Regions from separate parts of the Mus musculus genome. Here regions 2 and 3 are each linked to region 1. A link is a contact called in public Hi-C and promoter capture Hi-C data. All regions are on one chromosome and are shown on one strand. Each heading gives the region's core, a stretch centred on a gene start, on an enhancer-like site or on the middle of the called end of the contact. The rest is flanking DNA. Distances are from core to core; before and after follow the strand shown. Region 1 holds the start of Lgr5 (leucine rich repeat containing G protein coupled receptor 5). Region 2 overlaps Lgr5 (leucine rich repeat containing G protein coupled receptor 5). Region 3 overlaps Lgr5 (leucine rich repeat containing G protein coupled receptor 5).

What was found. Promoter capture Hi-C pulls out the DNA fragments that hold promoters and counts their contacts. A called contact is a pair of places that touch in the nucleus more often than the background predicts.
Region 2: a contact with region 1 is called in a Hi-C map of nephron progenitors, with 1.8 times the contacts expected there. The contact joins the enhancer-like site here to the promoter of Lgr5 in region 1. A contact is called at or near these places in 2 of 39 promoter capture datasets (the C10 cell line and trophoblast stem cells), 2 of 484 Hi-C or Micro-C datasets (LSK cells and nephron progenitors) and 3 of 9 other capture datasets (adipose tissue, macrophages and pancreatic islet).
Region 3: a promoter capture Hi-C map of epiblast stem cells shows a contact between it and region 1, with 2.4 times the contacts expected there. The contact joins the enhancer-like site here to the promoter of Lgr5 in region 1. A contact is called at or near these places in 12 of 39 promoter capture datasets (the 3T3-L1 cell line, 3T3-L1-derived adipocytes, the C10 cell line and 8 more), 1 of 484 Hi-C or Micro-C datasets (nephron progenitors), 5 of 115 datasets of contacts at active chromatin or transcription factors (embryonic hindbrain, embryonic limb bud, intestinal villus epithelium and 2 more) and 2 of 9 other capture datasets (embryonic stem cells and liver).

Annotation. Positions count from the first base shown.
Region 1 is chr10:115,585,727-115,589,161 of GRCm38.p6, forward strand. Lgr5 (leucine rich repeat containing G protein coupled receptor 5) reads right to left here and starts at 2,054. Exons shown (of 18, transcript NM_010195.2): 1 at 1,556-2,054. The coding sequence starts at 1,767.
Region 2 is chr10:115,519,220-115,522,375 of GRCm38.p6, forward strand. It overlaps Lgr5 (leucine rich repeat containing G protein coupled receptor 5), which reads right to left. Exons shown (of 18, transcript NM_010195.2): 2 at 1,387-1,458. Among named protein-coding and RNA genes, the nearest start is that of A930009A15Rik, 49 kb to the right of the region's middle. Within about 2 kb of position 1,447, at least 27 of the 459 cell types and tissues checked have an H3K27ac peak or open chromatin away from gene starts, as enhancers often do. A contact at or near this core is called in nephron progenitors, where this site is marked.
Region 3 is chr10:115,492,439-115,495,924 of GRCm38.p6, forward strand. It overlaps Lgr5 (leucine rich repeat containing G protein coupled receptor 5), which reads right to left. Exons shown (of 18, transcript NM_010195.2): 4 at 2,732-2,803. Among named protein-coding and RNA genes, the nearest start is that of A930009A15Rik, 76 kb to the right of the region's middle. Within about 2 kb of position 1,498, at least 21 of the 459 cell types and tissues checked have an H3K27ac peak or open chromatin away from gene starts, as enhancers often do. A contact at or near this core is called in epiblast stem cells and second pharyngeal arch cranial neural crest, where this site is marked.

The DNA of each region.
Region 1 (3,435 bases), core at 804-3,303:
CTGTTCCGAAGGAAATGTAAATTCGGAGAGAACGCTTGTTTCCCAGAGCAGAATTCCATCCCTAAAAAAATTATCACCGCATGTAATGATTTCAACTGAAGGGAAACCCGGTGGGGAAAAATTATGTTCTATCCAGTCAAATAAGAGTGACCTGAATAGTTTCACGGAACACGGAGGTGCCCAACACGGAAACCTAGGAGGCTGGTCTCTTTCTTAAGTCACAATATCAAAACAGGTCGAACGATATTTTCTGTTGCTCATTGTCTCCAGAAGAAAAACAAAACAAAACAACCACTCACTGCCTAGCAGGGGAACATTGTGTAAGCCTGGTGTTTCTTCCCGCAAAACTCCTAACCAGAGGGGGGGAAAACCGAACTCACAACCATTTCAGTCAACTCCTGCCAAGGTAACATCAGAGAAAGCCGAAACTGGGAACACAGGGTTTGGAATGGGCTCGGCGAAATGTCTTGATTTTAAAAAAAATAAAGACCACAAATTTATTTCACCTCATAGTTAGGAGATCGGGTTACCTCAAGGTGGCCTGACCCTGGTCTCTGGGCCCCAAGGAACCGAGCTTCAGATTTGAAGGAGAGTCGGGAGGAGTACTTATCTCGGTCCCACAGAGATGAGTCGCTTCTGAGTCACCTCATCTAACCCACCACCTGTCACCCTCCCGCCTGGGCTTCTCAGAGACCACATTATTAAGGAACCGCAGCTTTGGTTCCACGGTCGGGGATTTGGACGCCATAGCAGGAGCAGAAAAGCTAGGACAATTCCCAGGGGCCGATAGAAAGCTCCAGGTCCCCCTTTGGATGTCAGCGGCGCCCCTGTTTACCCGCCCGGCTGCCTTCAGCCCACTTCCCTTAGCTGCGGCGGGGGAGGAGATGGTTAAAGATTACAATGTGGCCGGCGGCACTTCAAAGGGCGGTTCGGCCAGCCAAAGGTAAAGATAACGTTCTGGCAGCTCTAATCGGGGGTTTGTGGTTGCCACATTTTAATCACTTTGTTTAAAAAAAAAAAGGAAGAAAAAAAGAAAAGAGATTTCACCACACTCCAGTGTGTGGGGGGGGCGGTGTGTGCAGAGCAGCACCCCCCCGGGGGGGGGGTTGAAGAAGTTGTGTTTCTCTTGCAGGGAAAGTTTTTCAGCCCAGACGCAGAGGTCGCGCCTGTGAGCAATAGGACAGCCTGCCCTTGGGTCCCAGGTCCCTGAGCACAAACCCCCACTCAGCACACAAATGCGCACATTCGGAGGGACTGGTCCTGCGTCCTGCCAGGCGCGGCACTGCAAAGCAGCCTGCGCACCGGCTCTCTGCCCCAGTGCGCTTTAAGCTCCTTCTCCCAGGGTACAGAAAGCTAGGCTCTGCTCTGTCAGAGAGAGAGACACGTGCCTTTCTCTGGAGGCACAACAGGTCTGGTCAGAATGCCCTTGGCAAACTCGCCTGCCCCCTCCGGAGCAGGCGTGTGCCTGTGGGGAGCCCCAGCCGAGGTTTCCCACCTATACCCCATCCCTTTTGAGCTCGGTGCCCGCAGCGAGGCGGGGGGGGGGGTCACTTACAGGTAGGAGGTGAAGACGCTGAGGTTGGAGGGCAGCTCCGAGAGCCCCAGGTCCGAGCAGTCCACCCTGAGCAGCATCCTGCCATCCAGCTCACAGTGACAGTGTGATGGGCAGCCCCGCGGTATCGCATCTGGTCCCGGTGAGCTGCCGGCGGCCACCAACTGCAGCAGCGCCAGCAAGGACAGGAGCATGTGGACGCAGGAGGTGTCCATGGTGCCCGAGACTGGGAGCAGAGAGCAGGGAGCCTGTAGAGGGCAGCGCCGGGGCTGATGCAGAACCGAGGCGCTCCGGGCTCTTCTCCACCGGCTTCTGCAGCTCACCAGACGTCTGCAACCCCAATGGGCGTCTGCCGGGTCGTAGCCCCGTGGGGACCGCGCAGAGAATCGTGGTCCCACCGGCCTCGGGAGCCCTCTCTCTGAAGTCGCCGCAGTGGCTGTGAGCGTTGTTGCTGCTGCAGGCGGTCTGAGCTGTGTGCAGCAGCATCTCCGCTCGCACGCTCCTTTTTTAAAGCGCTCCAGCCAAATTGCGCGCCCAGTGACGTCAGCGCAGCCCTGCTTTCCAGGCACCCCGAGCCCGGCCTCGCTTTCCCTCCTCCCTCCCACCATCCCTGGACCCGGCTGCGCGGGCGGCTGGCAGCCTGAGGTCTTGGGGAGTGCTGGGCGCTTCCAATGGGTGGGTACCTGCACCCAGCGTCCCGGGCCCGGCAGGGGTCCCCCACCTGCACCCATCCTCTACAGTTCCTGGGTACCCGCGACTGAGATGTGAAAGCTAAAGGGGACTTGCTTCAAAACAACCTAAGGGGACACTTAGGGACTGAAAGATAACACAGGCTTTCTCTGGTCCATGTCAGATAACCTAGGGGGATGCATGCAGTGCTTGTTAAAAGGACCAAAATCTGATCCGAAAGATTGGCATCACAGAAGGAGAGCAGGAGTCCCCCGGGAAGATGGGTGGCCTTTTTGATCCTTCCATCAGGGCGCTGTCTGGCTCCCTCTTGCTCAACTATCAAAGCCTCAAAGAAATCGCTAAACAAATAAAACTAGTAAGCTGGTACTCCAGGGTCCTCCCAATTCACCCTGGACCAGGGAAGCAAACTGGCTTTAAAAAGGCAGCGGCCTCGGGGTGGGGGTGATATTCTCACGCTGTTCACTTGTGGAGGGATCTTAAAACCAAGAGCCACCCCACTCAGGTGAGTCTCCTAGGCCTCCTTTCAGACACCTTGGAAGAACACTAATGAAAGAAGGAAGTTCTTACACACCAACAGGGAATTCTGCTGGGAAAAAGGATGAGAAGAAAGAAGAACCTGAAGATTTGGTTCTCCCTCCCCCCCTCCATTCTTCTCTCCCTCCCTCTCACTCTCCCTCCCTCCCACCCTCCCTCCCTCCTCTTCCCTTTTTCCCTCCCCCCCTTTTGGAACTAGACCTCAGTGAAGTAAAAGTCGACCACACCTGAGCGAACAGCTGTGGATTTCAGGCCAAGCCTACTTTGCCAACTTTCCCCTCTGGACCACAGGAAGTCCGGTAGCCCTTTGGCATTCAAGTCCACCTAGATTTGATTCTTAGTCTGTCCAGTGGAATTTATCTGAGAAACTGAATTTTAAAAGCAGGAAGACTTTCCTTTATGTGACATATTTATCACCTTTTAGTCCTAGGAGTGGTTCCTAAACTTGCCTCTTCACCTGCCTGATATAGCCATATACGGATACATGCATATTTATGAACTTATATTATTTCATTTGAACCTATAGTCCGAGTATGGATTTTTGTTGGGTGAGGCCTGTTTTCAGTAAGTTTGTGTTTCTCCTTGATAAGGTTTGGGGGACGGACACACACACATGCACACACACACACACACACACACACACACACTTGCAGAGCGCA
Region 2 (3,156 bases), core at 197-2,696, 67 kb before region 1:
GTACACACACACACATACATACATGTACACACACACACTGTGTGTGAAGCTCCTCTGAAGTGCTTCACTTGCTATTTTTCAGAACTTTTATTATTTATTATGTACAGCCCATGACTAAGGCAGATATACTCCTAGCTTTTTTGAAGGCTAAGTTGTAGCCATGTAAGTGAACGTGATAGAGTGTACAGAGGAAGAGAGAGAAGTCTAGATATAGACTAAATATATTCTCTAAATGATAAAAAAAAAAACCAACCCTTGCTATATAAATTACTATCCCGATTCCCCACCATACCACGTGATAACCAATTGGTTATACTCTTTCTAGGAATAAGAACAATAATGCTCTTTAAGCAATAACACCATTACAAAGGAAAGGATAAAGGGCTAGCATGGAGAACTTGGGAATATTACCCTCTTGAGGAGATGATCGCTGATGCACAGTTTGGTTACGCTGGAACACCCCACCTCCCGTGGTGGATCATGTGGTGCACCAAAGATTTAAATTACTCCTCAAATTGGACCCTGAGTTTAGGGTTTAAAAGGGACGCATTTTCCAAAGAGGTCATTGCCGACACAATCCCTTTAATCAACCGTCAGAGGATTTACCCAACTGATGGTGCCAAGCCTCCCTCCCAGGGGCCATGATGGTGTGGAGCTTCCATCACTCAGCAGGGTCTGAGGATCAAATGACTTTGCAAATGCAGACTTTTGGTTTATACAGTTCTTTTTCATCTTCTGGAAAGTGATCACTAGACTCAATCAGGTTTCCTCTGTGCATCATTAACTAATTTTATCTTTCTCCTTTAAATTTTTTTTTTTAAGAGTGAGTTTAGAAGAACCCGTTAAGTCCTCTGGATCTCATGTTTTTCTCCGTTGAAGCCTTGAGGGAAGCTACATTTAAAAGGAGGGAAATAGTAATTAAAAGGGATTAGGACAAGAAGTTTTGGTGCTAGGCAACATGGCCTCGGTCCTCCCAGTCCCAAGCTGAATCGAGCGGCAGGTTTTGGTTTTCATTAGAGCTTTACTTGCTATTTTAATAAACATGAACCAGTATTCAAACTTTTAATGCCCCGCTGTTTAACTGTTTCCAGAAAGTCATCCAGCTCTTTTAAACAGCCTTTGCTTTAAAATTTTAATTTGCTTGGCTCAGTCTCACCTTAGAAAGTTGTAGCCTCATGGTAAACTCTTTTATAAGTTGATTTCCAGAATCATAGGCTAGTCTTCCCCTGGCCCCCCCACCACTTAAGTGTTTCCTCATGTGCCAGAGTTGTTGGTGCCGACAGCTTCCCCGATTTGTTTTATCTGATTCCCACAGCAAGTATGAGAGACAAATGCAGGAATGTGCTCAGCATTGACTGGAAACACCCAGACAGCAGTGGTACTTACAACTCTTCTAGGAAGCAGAGGCGATGTAGGAGACTGGCGGGTAGCTGACTGATGTTGTTCATACTGAGGTCCCTGGAGGGGAGGGAAGACAGACAGACAGACAGCACGTGAGGAGCGGGATATACCACACTGCAAGGAAATCCAGCTGTTTGCCTCACACATTTCCAAGCAAGACAGTAAAACGAACTCATTCCGCCCCCCCCCCCCCGCCCTTAACAAATGAATGGTGATTTTCCATCCCAGATATATAACCCGCTAAGGTCGGGGGCTCTTTCTCAGATTAAACACTCTATGAGGAGCTTGCATGGAATGCAAGATGGCTTAGACCATTCATGGACATGGTCATAATTCTTCAGGTTTAGAGTGATGTTGAGTAGGGCCGAGAAGGAAGCAGACGAAACCCGGACTTTGTGTCTTGCTTTCAAAGAGACAAAAAGAGATGTCTTCACCTGGCAACTCTAGAACTCCTGTTCTGGGGGGGGGGGGGGGGGAGGGTTTAAGCACCTTGTAAAAACAAATGTTTTGATCCAAAGAAACTTGAAACAAAACAAGACAAAAAGCCCTTTCCCTCTTCAGACTTGCTCCTTTTGCAGCTTCTCAGATTGCATTAAATAAGTGAAATGAACCATAAAAGGAGGGTGTAAGGCGATCCTGTTCTGCAGCACACTTCCTGCTGGGCCTGCACAGTAGTTCCTGGCACAGGAAACAACAAGCGACTCTGGGTAGAACTCAATCAATTTTTGTTTCAAGTGAAAGTCCGTGTAATTAGATTTTATTGTTGTTGTTTTTTTTCCTTTCTCTATCTCCTTACCATTTTCTCATGTGATGTATAGCATCGATGGCTTTCCTATCTGTGTCTCAGAAATCCAGAGACTGACAGCTAGGCAGACCTGAACCAAGACCAGCTCAGAATTCATATAGTTGCTGCAGGTTTGGGGAGAAAGTGGCCTGCTGCCTCATCCTGAGAATGAAGGCCATGGTAACATCAGATCTGCATTTCATACTTAAAGCTCATCTTAAGACGCTGGGTTTCTTTGTGAAAGTGTGCACACCCACGGCAACTCCTCAGCAGAGTAGATGTTGATTGTGCAGTTGTTTTGACAAATGTTAACGCTAACTCGGTGATGCTATGGAAATGAAGAGTTATTTTAACATTAACCAACACAAAGCTGGGGAGATCACTCAGTGGATAAGGCATTTGTCTTGCAAGCATGAGGACAAGACTTCAGGTCCCCAGAACTCACGTTGAAGCCAGGAAGGTATGGCAGCTACTTCTAATCCCAGCTGTCTGGGGGTAGAGAGACAATGGATACTTGGGGCAAGCTGGCTAGCTAGACGAGTTAGAATTGGTGAATCTCACAGTTGGCCAACAGACGCTGCCTCAGCAGAGTGAGGAGTGATTGGGGTGGATACCTAATATCATCCCTTAGGCCTCCATATGCATGAGCACACACGTGCACATACGTGTATACATTTGCTTGTGCACACACACACACACACACACACACACGAATCCCCGCCACATGTAAATATGCACACACACATGCATACACTGCACACACACATGCATACACTGCACACACACCTATACATGCAAAAAAGTAACAAATACATTCAAAGGAAACAAAATGTTTTGCTAGATACTTGAGTATGATAATCTTAAAACTACTATTATTTTTGACATCTACTAGTATATAACAGTAGAGTCAGATACATGCTATATTCTCACCTTAAAGCTAAACAGAGACAAAAACATAGAGTAAAATATGT
Region 3 (3,486 bases), core at 248-2,747, 94 kb before region 1:
CCCCACACCCAGTGTGTCCCCCACACCCAGTGTGTCCCCCACACCCAGTGTGTGTGTGTGTGTGTGTGTGTGTGTGTGTGTGTATGTGTGTGTGTGTGTGTGTATGTGTGTGTGTGTGTGTTGGGGTTGGGAAAATGGGGGTTAATTGAAGACAGTAGACTAATAGAACCTCCATATATTAATGGGGCCATGTGGTAATCTAAGTGTTGACCCAGGTCCAAGAAGAGGCTGTGACTTGGTAGGGGGACTTCCTAATATTGGCACAGTGGGGACGATGGAATTTCACCCCCACCCCCTGCTCTTATTGATACTGAAGTGAATGTCCTTGCGTTCCAGGTGGACAGTCTGGAATCAGAATGGAAACCGATAAGGAATGGGAGGACCACGAGGCCTACTGTAAGGCTTTCATTTAGGAGCTGGTAAATAGAAGCATGAGAAAGACAATTTACCACAAGGTAGCGCTTAACACACAAGATAACAACACAACTTGAATAGAGTTTGCTGTTCCCCAAACCTCCAAACCAGGACAGGGGCACCTTTCGTTGGTGCAGCATGGTCTGTGGAGCTGGTGGTTAAGTTGTGCTCACGAATCTTTTGTGAACAGATCCTAATTGTCCCACCAAGGCAGCACAAGTGATCAGCGACAAAGAGAAGCACACCAGTGTACACTGCCCTTGCCTCATAGCTCACACTGACTGAGCTCTGGGCAAAGGGACCTTGTGACCATTTGTCACCTAACCCAGCTGACACAAAGCGGTGTGTGCCAGGGGCTGAGAACCTGTCTAGACGCTTCATTTCGGATGTGATGTCATCCCAGAAAATTAACCCTTGACTCTTTTCACAGGGAACACGCACTTATGTGTTTATAAGGTTTCAGAAAGAAATTCCTTTGTGAACCAGAAACTGGGAGACACCTGGTGAACAGTACATATCTAGCCTGGCAGAAACTAAATCTGAACACCTTTATCAGAGAGTCGCCGCCCAGCTGAAGTGAAGAAAAGGCTCATGGTTTTCTCTTTCTCAAAGAGTTCCCTTCTGTTTGTGATCTTTCAGCCAATAGGGGATTTCGGTTACAAACTCTTATCCTAGAATCTACTGACTGCTTTGCAGCTGTTTAAAGTTCCTACTGGGCAGTGTCAGTATCTCAATTTCCATTTAGCCCCATCCCCCCACTACAGCCCTACTGGAGGCAGTCGGCTTCCCTCTGCTTGCTTCCTTCAGGTAGAGCAAGCTCAACAAAAGCAGAGTGACACTGTCCTGTCATTAAGGAGGGGTTGGAAATGCAACAGCCCCAGCCCCAGCCACAAAGGGTCCCTTGTGCGCTTGTTTATCTATAGGCTGCTGAAAACCTAGGAAGTCACTTTGTTTGACTAGAATAAAAAAGCTTGAAATGACCTCAAGCACAGATTTTCTTTCATTAAAAGGAAAAGATCAAAGAATGAAGGTCTCATCTTCAGATCTCACACCCCCTTCTCTCGTTACTGCAGTAGAAAGCATCAAGCAAACCGTATGTAATTATTAACTGATGGATTCCTTACGGAGGATTTTTCCGGCTAGAGTCTGCAGTCCTCGCTCTTTTTTTTTTTTTTTTTTTTCCTTTTTTCCGTGCCTTTATCTCCCTCATCAGTCAGGACCAGAAAGCAGCGCTTTGTTTGACAGATGAAGACCTCAAGTGTAGGTATAATTAGAGAGCACTTGACACACATGTGTGTCAGAAATCATCCAACTGTACTGTTACCATTCCTACCTTCTGGTGAGACGATGGTTTACTAACACAACAGTTATGGCAGAGACTTGCCGAGTAGCGTTTGAGAATAATTACTTCCAACCCAAGTCCCCAAACAGCTGGCCGGTATGAATGCTCCTCTTGTGGGGAGTTACTTATTTGTTTATGTGGGTGCTGGGAGGGAAACTTCTGCTGGAAAGGTGTGTTCTGAGCAAAAGGCATTAGCACCATTGTAGTGTGTCTGTGTCTGTGTGTTTATCTGGTCTGTGTCTGTGTCTGTCTGTGTCTGTGTCTGTCTGTGTCTGTGTCTGTCTGTGTCTGTGTCTGTCTGTGTCTGTGTCTGTCTGTGTCTGTGTCTGTCTGTGTCTGTGTCTGTCTGTGTCTGTCTGTGTCTGTCTGTGTCTGTGTGTCTGTCTGTGTCTGTATCTGTGTCTGTGTCTGTGTGTCTGTGTCTCTGTCTGTGTGAGGTCTTTGAGTTTATGTAGATGAGCACTGTGGGACTGTTTGTGATTATCAATGTGTACAGTGATGGGCAGCTTGTGGTTTATGTAGTAGCTATGCATCAGGACACATGGTAGATCTGGATTTCCTAATTTGAGGGCCCTTGACAGATAATGTGGAATTTAAAACACTTGTAGTTATTTTGCTAAGTAAGGTTGGATCACAAAGAAGCTCAGACAGTTTAAAGATAAAACAAATTAAAGAAGCCAAAATGGCAGATTGTCCATTCCAATTTTCTAGGTAAAAGGTAAGCATCATTTTTCATTTGAATTCAGAAAAAAAAAATACTAATGGTCCTGTGGACAGGATTATCTAAGTGAATGTTTGCTCTGGAGACACCAACATATTCAGGCTTTTGACTGAAGACGTCATTAAACATCTGCCTGGAACCACCAAAGGCTAAGGCCAAGGCTTCTAGTCCGTTCAACCCCACCAGCTCCTGGATAACACAGGTCAGGTCCTTCTCAATTGAGATTCATGGTTTGCAGTTACAGCTGTACTTACAGGGATTGAAGGCTTCTCAAATTCTGTAGCGCTTCCTCCGGAACCTGTCTCAGCTGGTTGTTCTGCAGCATACTGTCCATGCAAACAACAACAACAACAACAACAACAACAACAACAACAACAACAACAAAGACAGAAAAGAAAATTAACAATCGCTGTCCCCAACACAGTAGCATCAGACACTGTCCCAGGGTCTTAAAAACATCAGAGCATCACGCACAACAGGTTTTGGGGGGAGGTTAAATTCCTGGGGGTGTGTGAGTGCAAATGATAAATAAATAAATCCTACAAAACCCCCAATTATCAATTAAGCCCTCATCTCTCATCCGGTTACCTTCAGATGGCAGAACGAGAGCAGGTTATCTCGAGTCCCCAGTGAGTTAATTAGAAAATTCTGGTTTTGTTCAAGATGTTTCAGTGAGAGACAAAACCGTTAAAGGGTTTATAGTCCCGCAGTGTGCAGTTAAGATGGAAAACCCTCACATGGCTGTTGATTTCTTCCACAAACCTTGCTTACTGAATACACGGTATAGTAACAGCCTAAGAAGTCCTGGTCATGATGTGGGTGCATAATTCCATTTTATCATTTGCACAAGTGTACAAAAGAATGCGAACTGCTTTCGCTAGAGGCGGCGTGTGATTTTGTATTTTCCTAACATCTTTTCTGGGAATGCTTAAGGCAGTCACTATTTCATACAGCATCCTCAGGCTCCTCTAAGCAAACATCTTTGCTGGTATTTTTGTCTTCTTTTTTC